Linked DNA regions of Cricetulus griseus: region 2 is linked to region 1. Evidence: chromatin contacts called from public Hi-C data. All regions are on one chromosome and are shown on one strand. Each heading gives the region's core, a stretch centred on a gene start, on an enhancer-like site or on the middle of the called end of the contact. The rest is flanking DNA. Distances are from core to core; before and after follow the strand shown. Region 1 holds the start of Blcap (bladder cancer-associated protein). Region 2 holds the start of Mroh8 (protein MROH8).

The links. A called contact is a pair of places that touch in the nucleus more often than the background predicts.
Region 2: a contact with region 1 is called in a Hi-C map of liver, with 2.8 times the contacts expected there. The contact joins the promoter of Mroh8 here to the promoter of Blcap in region 1. A contact is called at or near these places in 4 of 8 Hi-C or Micro-C datasets (the CHO-K1 cell line, fibroblasts and liver).

What each region holds. Positions count from the first base shown.
Region 1 is chr6:21,972,330-21,977,522 of CriGri-PICRH-1.0, forward strand. Blcap (bladder cancer-associated protein) reads left to right here and starts at 2,017. Exons shown (of 2, transcript XM_027421260.2): 1 at 2,017-2,153. It overlaps LOC103158741 (a long non-coding RNA gene), which reads right to left and starts at 1,962. Exons shown (of 2, transcript XR_003486460.2): 1 at 1,828-1,962.
Region 2 is chr6:22,271,994-22,277,110 of CriGri-PICRH-1.0, forward strand. It overlaps Mroh8 (protein MROH8), which reads left to right and starts at 3,714. Exons shown (of 24, transcript XM_027421276.2): 1 at 3,714-4,072. The coding sequence starts at 3,792. It overlaps Rpn2 (dolichyl-diphosphooligosaccharide--protein glycosyltransferase subunit 2), which reads right to left and starts at 4,065. Exons shown (of 17, transcript XM_027421279.2): 1 at 3,932-4,065; 2 at 1,134-1,327. The coding sequence starts at 3,944.

The sequences.
Region 1 (5,193 bases), core at 767-3,266:
TAAAATGCACTTGTCCCTCAAAATTCAGAGGGGATTTCAAAGCCCCCAAATATGAGGATGCGTAAGTCTCTTGCATAAAATGGTGCAGCATTTACAGGTAACCTACACACATCCTGCCATGTACTTCAGCCCAGCTCTAGACGGCTGAGCTAAAGCCTCTAAGAGCTACATAGGCAATTATTCCATTATGATTTTTTTTTTTTTTTTAGGGAATGATGACAAGAATGCCTTGCAAATATTTTACAAACATTTTTTAACCTCCCATGCAGAAGAGAGGCTACCAAGTGTCAAATGTATCCCACAGACTGCACACTGCACTGTGGACTGGTCCATTCTCCTGTGGATGGACACTGCATTGTCTCCAGACTGGCTGAACCAGGAACTCCTCTGCTAAAGACAGTCTTGCATGGGGCTTCAGGGAGACCCAGTCCACAGGCGTGGAGAATCTGGGCATGGCACAGGGGTGTGATGAGAACAAGGAGATGCTGAGAGTTTTCTAGAGTGGGTGCAGCACCATCAGCTGTGGACAAGAATGTGAGTTGCCTTGTCCCTGCCAGTGCTCGGCCCCATTTTCATCTATCTAATCAAGAGCTTCCTGGCTTTCTGGTTTCTCCTGTTGTGGATGACGGGAGTACCAGGTACCATACACTGGTCATTATGGGCTCATAAGCAACTGAACAACAAGAGGTCATAGGCCTGCTGTAGTCTCAACTAAGGGAAGAATGAATATTGTCTTGGGTCACAGGTGATACCGGGAATGGGGATGGCCATTGTGTGAGCATGAAACCAACTGAAGGACAACAGAGAGATGGAATGAGCCCAGGTCCTCCGTGACACTGCCAAGCGACTCCATCTGCTACCCATTTCCTTTTTAAACCAGTAATTTACAATGGGTTTCTTTTTTAACTTGCAACAAAAAGAGCACAGGCTACAGACCCATCTCATTCCCAAATCCAAGGTGTCCCTTGTCTCAACAGCAGCCAGCCAGGCAGAGTATTTCTTCCTACTTGAACCCCTGCTTTATGGACCAGACTGTGGCAGTGGGGACAATAAAGTCTGCTCACTGCATCCAGCTCTTTTCCTGGCTCCTCCCTAGCCCACTTTCCTTCCTTCCTTCTGACCCTGGCTTCTCAGCAACATCACGACCCGAGGAAGCCCTAGCAGCCCGTCTAGCTCCATTCTCCCTATGGACAGGATACCCAGGCATTTCAGCTACAACTTCTCAGTCACACTCCTGATTGTCCCCAGCAGCCTGTCTTTCTTCCAGCTTTTCCACCTTGGGTAAGGGCTCCTCACCCCTTCCTAGTTAAGACCAATGCCTGTGCCTCACGGTTGAGTCTGATATGATCTCTTCTAACTCCCTTAGCCACCACCTGTCTGAGTCACCGTGACTTTGGAAAGCTGTTCAGGTTGCTTAGCTGGTCTCTCATCCCGAACCTCACCTCCATGTCTTCTAATCCTGAAAAGCCAGTGGTCTTAGAGAGACCCAAATTCTTTTTCATTCCCCCTAAGAAAACAGCTTCCAATGCCTCTCAAGACGAAGATCCAAACTCATGACCAAGGTGCCTGTCATATTTTTGCTCATCTCCCACTCTGCTTAGGATTGTCACCCTCATGTCTGGAACAATACCCCTGGGCTCACACAACGCACAAACTCAATTTGCCCAAGAAGGTTCCAACAACACTCATTCTTCTTCAGGAACCAGGATCCCATTAATTTCTCGTAACTCTCCTTACTTTGCCTCATAGTGCTTCCCACGATGTCTAATTATGTACTGGTACGATTGAAAGTATTAGGATAAAGTGATCACAGGGTGATAGTCTCACCTCTTGGTTGGGAAAACTGGGGTCAGGAGCCGAAGTCTACCGCCAGCATTGCGCTTGCGCATAGTATGCGACCAGGACCGAGCCTAATTAGCTAGCGAGTGAACACACTGACTCATCTAAACTTTAACAAGCCCGGGGCGAGCCATTTCATCACCCAGAAGGAACCACGTTCTGAGCCCAGTTCTTTGCCCATGGTTGAAAGGGCCAGATCTCGTGGCCAGATCTGAGCCACGAGATGTTTTCTCGGAGTGCGTTGACCACAAGATAGAAGAGCTTAGTGGGAATCAGGGCAACTAAGCGACGCCGGCCCGCCCCGCTCTCAAACAGTAAGGATCACAATCTGCTGCATATGCATAAGGGGACCATAGGCCAGAGGTTCGGGGCTACCCAAATGCGCCTGATTAAAAATTCCTCGGGCTTGAGGAACTCAGAGGCCTCCTAATTTTACTCTAGCTCATATATAGCTTAGGAAAGATGTTTTGTGCCGGACACTGAGGGAAAAGTACCCGAGAGTAGTCCCAATTTGGGCCTGTCTGTCAGGCGTCCGCGGCGGACAGCCCGATTCCGGGCGGGGTCCTTGGGCCGCTCGACTAGAAGATGAAGGGGGCGTCTCCCCAGCTTCTGCGGCGTCGGTGGCGAGCTAAGGTGGAGGCAGGCTGCGGCGGCGACGGCGACGGCGACAGTGGCGGCAGCGCCATGGCGGGGCTCGCAGGTATCGTGGCGTCGCCCGCCTGGGCAGGGTGAGAGGTCCTGGGCGCGGCCGCGGCGCCATGTTGGCCCTCCGGGGTCACCTTAGGCGCCGCCTGGCCCCTCGCCGGGACTTTCCTTCCGCGCGGCCGGGGGCGGGCGTACCCGCGTCGGGCGACCGCCCGGCTTCTCCCCAATCTGGACCTTGGTGGGAGTGTCCCCTTCTTGTCCCGAGGGTGGGTTCCGGGGCTTCTAGCTGTTACTTTTGCCTACAAGGTCAGCGAGCTCCCCGGATGGGACTGGGACAGAGGGGCGCGACCACCACCTCCTCTGCTCGAGCCCTTGGCAAGGGGCTCAGCTTCTGAGAGGCGGGCCACTCTTTCCTCGCCACTTCAGTCTCTTCTCCCCTCCTTCCGAAGAAGTGTGGGGAGAAGGGAGAACTAGGCTCCCAACCCTGTCTTTGGTATCTGGAGTAATTGGGTGACCATCTGCTTCGGGTCCCGGATCCTTCTCCCACAAACTTTTCACCGATTCTGGACACCGGTTCCCTCTCCTCCGGTGTGTGGGGAGTGGCCCTCAAGGGCAGCAGAAGGAATGGAATGCCTGTCACACTCGCCTTGGCCTGGAAAGGAAGAATGGGGGATGGGGACAATCGATTTTTCCTTCCTCCTTCCAAACCACTTTTCGTTTCCTTCTAGGTCCCATGTTTCTTTTTAGTTGGGAAACTGGGACCTGTTCTGGTTTGTAGGTTCTTTCTGTTTATAGGTTCGGATCTTCTTTTGTCCCTTTCAGGGAACTGATGTATTGGGGACGGCTTCTCTGCCCTGCCTGACATGGTTCAACCATCCTGTCAGCCTTCTGGACTTCAACACCAAAGCCAGGACCCAAAAAAGTTTCGTTTTATGTGCTCATGCCAAGTGTTAGAGCGAGCTTACTTGTTTCTTTTAAATCACAATTCATTAATGTCAAGAATTCCTATTCAGAGATTGGGTGTCTGGAACATTGGTCAGTTTCCAGGGACCCGATCAATTCTGTATCTGAAAGTGAGCATCTTCAAGTTGCTGCCAAGTCAGTTTAACTTCTTGTCTGTTGTTTCTAAGGGGAATCAGAGTTAGGCTGCCCTCTGTTCTTGTTCTCTATCTTTGAAACACGTGCGTTTCATTGCAAGCTTGTCACTGTGTGATCTACCAAGAGCCGTTTATTGCCTTCCTCTCTGTCTCCTGGCTCTGCCCCAAGAATGTTCAGGTATCTGTATCCTGCTGTGGTATAAGCCCTGTGGAAGGGAGACAGGATCGTTTCCAGAGAAGATTGTGGTGAATGTGGAAGAAGTCAGTGGTCACCTGGAAAAAGAGACTTTGATAGACTGGGGTGTGGGGGCAGAGACAGAGAGAGAGAGAGAGAGAGAGAGAGAGAGAGAGAGAGAGAGAGAGAGAGAGAACACATTTAAATCTCCTGGGGGAGATTGCCAGCTGAGACTCTCCCTTTGGGGTGTTGGCTCCTGAAGAGATCCACGTTTGAAAGTAGATATCTAGGAAGTGGCCAACAGCAAGCCTGCTTGCCCCAGAGCCTCAGTAGAAGGAGGCTATCTTTGGCTGGCCCCATAGCCCAAGCCAGAAAACATATACCCTGTCCTGTCCCTCAAAGGAATCCCTTCTTTCAGTCACAGCTCAGTCACTCTGCAGATAGAGGTAACAGTCACCTAGAACCACATTTCTAAAAGTTTTGGTTCTCAGTGACCTCCACCCTACTGAACTTGAACTAACTGGTCAGCCCAAGAAGCAGCCTTCTCTAGCATTAGTCCCTGGAATCTTCATGTGTTACTAGATTCCCGTAAAGCTATTCCACTTCCCTCACAACTTGTGTGCTCTGCCTTTGTCCCTGCTTGGAGGTGGCAGCCTCTTTAGGAAAAAGGGATATCTAGCTCTGTGTACTAAAGGCTTGGCAATAAAGGAACACACCCCATTGTTTATGTGAGAATAAAATGTTTAAATAGTATATACCTTGCGGAAACATTTTATAAATAAGGTATATTTGGATCAGGCTTGCAGATGTAACACAAGGATGGGGCATGAACACATTCCTTCTGCCTTCTCTGGTGGGTTTAGTTTGCTGTCAGGACAGCAGGGTATGGGGTGGGAGAAAAAACTGGATAGTGGACATTGCGCATTATAAAAGCCACCAGAGCAGCCCTTGCCTGGAAGTCCACCTAACTACACTACACTCAGCACTGCTGGAGGGTAGATGGAGGAAAAAACTTTCATCTGGAGAGCCCTGAAGTTACCAGTAGCCTCCTGGCTTGCAGGTGAGGGGACAAGATGTGCTATGTCCAAAGTAGCCAGACTTCTTCCTCCCTTTTTGACCTGTCTTTGTGAACTCAACTGGCATCTAGCTTATGCCTAGGTTAGAACATATGGAACAATAGACTGACAGTGCCTGCCCCCCACGTCTCCAAAGAGAGAGTCAGCCTTCATTGGGAGCCTGTGTTGATATGTCCTCATGGCTCAATGGGTTTAGTATGACAAACTACAGAAATTTCCAGTCATGAAGGAAGCAGGTGCTGACTGCTGATGAGTAACCCTGGGGCTAAAGACCTGACCTACCTTGGCAGCAGCTGTATCCCCCTCCTGAGGAAGATGGAGTCTTAGAGAATGCATGTCACACCCAAGTCCTGTGGAATCC
Region 2 (5,117 bases), core at 2,464-4,963, 300 kb after region 1:
ACTAAAACATCTCACTATTAAGAACAATAACTACAGCTACTGTGTGAAAGGGGCCCTTGGTGGCACAATCTGATTTCACTTTATACTAACAACAATCTAGTAGGATAGACTACATAGTTCCCCTTTCACAGAAAGAGGAGCAGAATGCAAAGTTGAGGCCAAATGACTGATGCCTGTGAGCTTACTTTCAAGCTAAAATAATTCATGTTCAAGATTCACAAGACACTGAGATGTAACGATAAATCTTTCCGCCAGCCGCCCAGGCCCTGCTGCCACGTGGGCACCCGAAATAACACACAGAGTCTTATATTAATTACAATGCTGCTGGCCAATGACTAGGATTTCTTTCTTTTTTTTTTAAAGATTTTGTTTATTCATTATGTATACAGTATTGTGCCTGCATGCCAGAAGAGGGCACCAGATCTCATTCAAGGTGGTTGTGAGCCACCATGTGGTTGCCAGGAATTGAACTCAGGACCTCTGGAAGAACAGTCAGTGCTCTTAACCTCTGAGCCATCTCTCCATCCCCCTGACTAGGATTTCTTATCTGCTATCTCTGTCTTAAGTATCAACCATAACCATTAAACTATATATTTTATAAACTTACCTTATTGAGGATGCCGGCGGCAAGCATCCTGTCTTCCTGGGCTCACATGGCGGCTCCAGAGAAGAGAGGGGGAGGAAGAGCAAGAGAGCAATTTCCTGCTTCTCCCTGCTTTATTCTAAATCACCCCACACAATGACTATCACTGATTAATGCATGTGAGTCCTTTACCTTGACTCCTTTGCAGATGTTAGCCATGCACCTAGCACTGTACAAGCACACCTTGTGGGGCTGCGGAGATGGCTCTGTGGTTAACAAGTGAACAAACCAAGTTCATGCTGTAGTGAGCAGTTTCACAGATAGTTCTGTAGTCTCAAGAAGCTCTGACTCACTTTCCTCCTTTCCCTTACAAGCACCCAACTGGTGGGACACACATTAAGTAAACAAACAACCTCAGACTGGAAGTATTGTTACATTAAATGCAGTAATGCTCACACCAGCAAGAGTCTGTTTTAAAGTATCTGAGAGGAACGTGTAAGGAGATTAAGGTTCTCCTAAAACACTGTGAGCAGAAGAAAGGCAGCTTTACCTTGACATCTGGCACTTGGGCACCAAGGCTGTTGAGTCCCACGATGGAATAGAAGGCAGACTCCAAATTTGTGAAAGGACGATCCAAAGAGGCTTTCAGTCTCTCCACATCATGCTTGGTGAGGTAGTGGGTAGGTGTCAAAGCCTGGGTGGTGGCTACGATTGTCAGGGCCAACAGGAAGACAGCGCTGGAACCTTTGACAGAAATGGCTATTAAGTACATGTCACATTACTCCTAGACACAGTCCCAATAATGAAGCACCAAGGTCTGGGAGCCCAACCGCGTGGGAATGGGTAAAGAACTTAGGTTGAGCCTCAAGAGACCGGGAATGATGACCCCATCTTCAACTACCAGGACAGTCTTTCATGGAAGCTCCAGGACAGAACAAATCCTGAACCCTTATTTTCCTGTCACCTCCTCTCTTGACCACTCCAACAACTGCCACTTTCCAGCCTATTCCTCAAGAGTCCGGTTCCTTCCCACCTGGCACTCTTTTCAGGTTTTCCTCAACTTCAACTTTGCATATTGTGCCCTTTCAGGTTTTTGCTTACTATCAAGAAGCTTTCCTTGAATTAGGCCCCAGTACAATGAAGAACCCAGCCTCTGGGCTGTATAGGAACCACAGTCAAGGTATTTAGCTATTGCCTCAACTTCCTCAAGCATAAAGCAGACAAGTGTCATCCCTGGGCTTGTTCTGAGTTAAGGGGGAAAGATGTTATAGAATCATGACTAGTCTGTAATGAGCACTTTGTACAGTATCAGCTGCTGCTCCCATTGCTTGCTTGCTACTGCAGCCAGTCAGCAAAGTCTATACTGTGCCTAAGCTGCATTTCCACAACTAAGAGTATGAGAGGACAGCTGGGCAGTGGTGGCACACGCCTTTGGTCCCAGAACTCAGGAGGCAGAGGTAGGCAGATCTCTGGTTTGAGGCCTCATTTACAAAGCGAGTTCCAGGACAGCCAGGGCTACATGGAGAATCCCTGTGTGTGTGGGGGGGGGGAGATAACACAAAAACATACCCCTCCCCTGCAAAAAAAAAAAAAAAGAATATGCAGGCTGATTTCTCTGCTAAACTATAAGCTCTTTGAATCTAGATTCTAAGAGCTGGAGGCTAAAGACTATTTTTCATGTTTATCTCAGTATTTTCAAGTCTTACAGACTGCCAGGTATGGTATGCACAGAGTACATGAAAACAGTCCCATCTGTGACTCCCCTAGGGGACATGAAGAAACTGTAGAAATGGCATCTGTCTCTTTCATTAAAAATAAAAACAAGGAAAGCTTTTGAGTAGGCTACGTCATGAATCAGTTGTCACCCAAGTTAAAAGCATTAAAAGGCAATTACAAAACTAACATCAATGGCCCTAAATCCTTTGCCTACAGCTCAAGTTGAATTTGAATTAGAATCTGGTAAAGGCATTACCTTCCAAAGAAGAAAGCTGAGGACTACAGTAGCTTACATGTGGCCAGTCTTGGTTGGACTCAAACCCAGTCAACACTACAGAGCTCACATTCTACTTAAAAAAATTAAATTAAATTGGGGCCAGAGGTGTGTACATATAGAGGTCAGAGGAAACCTTGGGAGTCGGTTCTCTCCTTCTACCATGTAGTTCTACCTGAAGCTCGAACTCAGGTCATCTTCTATGAACAGTAGTTTCATTTAAGTCTTTGTGTGTTTAGACTGTATGTGTAGAAGTAATGGCTTAGTGTAGAATTCATACCCTGGGTTTGATGCGTAGTAACCTCTAAGTCCCAAACCCCATAGTAAAATAAAGAGCTCTATAATGTTCAGTACTCATCAGTCTACAGTGAAGCTCCTGTGTGCCATGCACTTGCTTTTCTCTCAGTGCTGGGAACCAAACCCACTTCCCCAGCTCCCTAGGCCCTAACTAAAAAAGAAAAAAATTAAGGTTCATTAAGTTATCTGTCCCTGCCCTAAGACACATAACTGGGACTCAAACTTGAGACAGTTTCAATACAAATTCTGACTTGAACCACTTTGCCAACAAATCAAATAGTGAAATGGCAAGCTTTGTTCACTGTGTTCCCGAGTTACTGCCTTTCTCTGGGATTCTACTCATCGGCCAGGGGGGAATAGAAGATATACACCCAAATACCGATTTTTAAAAGGATGACACTAAGCTTCCACACTACCGTGTCCATTCAGAATCTACCCGGCATCGAATTTTGCCCTGCACTGTTAAAAAGCAAACGCAGAATACCATTTAACACAGATCTTACGAAGCAGATACCAAAAGAGCAACTGGGGTGCAGATGGGTTAAGTCCCTGGCCCCTGGTCTCACAGAGAATATGTGGCCGCTAACACAAGTCTGCACCTCTATAACACTTCATAGCCTAGGCGTTAGGCGAGGTGAGCCTCCCGTCCCTGTCAGGGAAAAAACCCTAGAGTCCAGCGACATGGTCAAAGGCTTTCACGATGCCGCGGATGGCTCGCAGACAGGACGTAGGCCGCCCGGACCACCAGAATGAATGAAGGCGGCCAGGCCCGGGTCCGCGCGGTTCGCGCTGGGCCTCGCGGGGACCCGTAGCCGCGCGTCGCACGCCTCCCCCTCCCCGCAACAATCCTCCGGGCCGCCCTCCCTTCTCTAGAGCTCGCAGCCCTCCGTCACACCCACGACCCCGAAAGCGCCCGAGCCCATGCCCCTGCCCCGTAGGGGAGGGGAGCAGCGCCTGGTCGGCGCCCGTGTGATCCGCACTAGCCTCCCGCGGGCGACGCCCCGCTCCCCAAGGCGTATCGGCCGCGGGGCCCCACTGTTGAGCCATGCGCAACGCCTCACCCGGCGGCGCCATTCCTCCGAGCAGGTCCCGGCGGAGCCCGAGCAGGCAGACTTCCGCTGTGGGAAGTGGGTCCAAGAGCGCGCCGGAGGGGACGCCAGGGACCCGCACACGTCGTCGGCCAGGATGGGCTCCCGGCAAAGGTCAGTCTCGGCGGTCCCACCGGGCAGGGCCGACCTCTGCAGCCGCCGCGTAGGGGGTCCAGTCGTGGCGTGCGAACCGCTTTCGGGGTTCCTGCTTGCGAGCCCGACGTCTCCCCCGCGCCGCGGCCCACTTGGAACCGACCGCCTCTCAACCGTCCTGCTCTGGCCGCCACCCGGACGCGATTGGACGGGGACTTGGGCTGGGCCTGAGACGGGGCCGCCTCTGATTGGCCAGTGCCAGCGACTGGCCGGACGCCCTGTCCATCACGGGTCTCTCCCGCAGCCCGGCCAATTTTAAAGCCGAGGCAAGGGAGGAGAGTCGGCTGTAGTGACGTGTTTTTAACCCCTCTCGGAAGTTATGGTCGAAGGGTTACTTAGATTGTTAGTAACCGACTTATGCGTCATTTTTTTTAACCAGGTTTAAAATCAGTGAGCTATAAGTAACTCTGAAGGGCGTTTTTATAGATATTTTATACTTCGAGAATTTCATACAATGTATTTTGATCATAGTTATTCCCTTCCCCAACCCCCTATCCACTCAACTTCATGCTCCATTTCTCTCTTTCAAAAAACAACAACAACAACAACAACAACAAAAACAAACAAACAAAAAAAAAAAACAGGCCGGACATTGGTGGTGCACGCCTTTAATCCCAGCAGTTGGGAGGCAAGACGGGGTCTCTGTGAGTTCGATGCCAGCCTGGTCTACAGAGCGAGTTCTCCAGGACAGCTCCAAAGCTACACAGAGAAACCCTCTGGAAAAAACAAAAACAAACAAAAATAAATAAATAAACAAACTAAGCATGGAGTATCACTCCATTGAAAAAACTGGACTTTCCTTCCCCCGAAAGTTATCAATTATGAATAGCTTTTGTGTCCACTTCCCCTTCTCTGTACCGGGGTTTTGCAGGTCTTGTACACAGTCTCACAATCTCTGTGGATTCATATTGCAGCTTCCCTGCTGTGTTTGGAGACTGCTGCTCCCTTGAAGCCATCCATCACCTCTGCTTTTACAATCCTTCTGTCCCCTCTTCCACATAGTTCC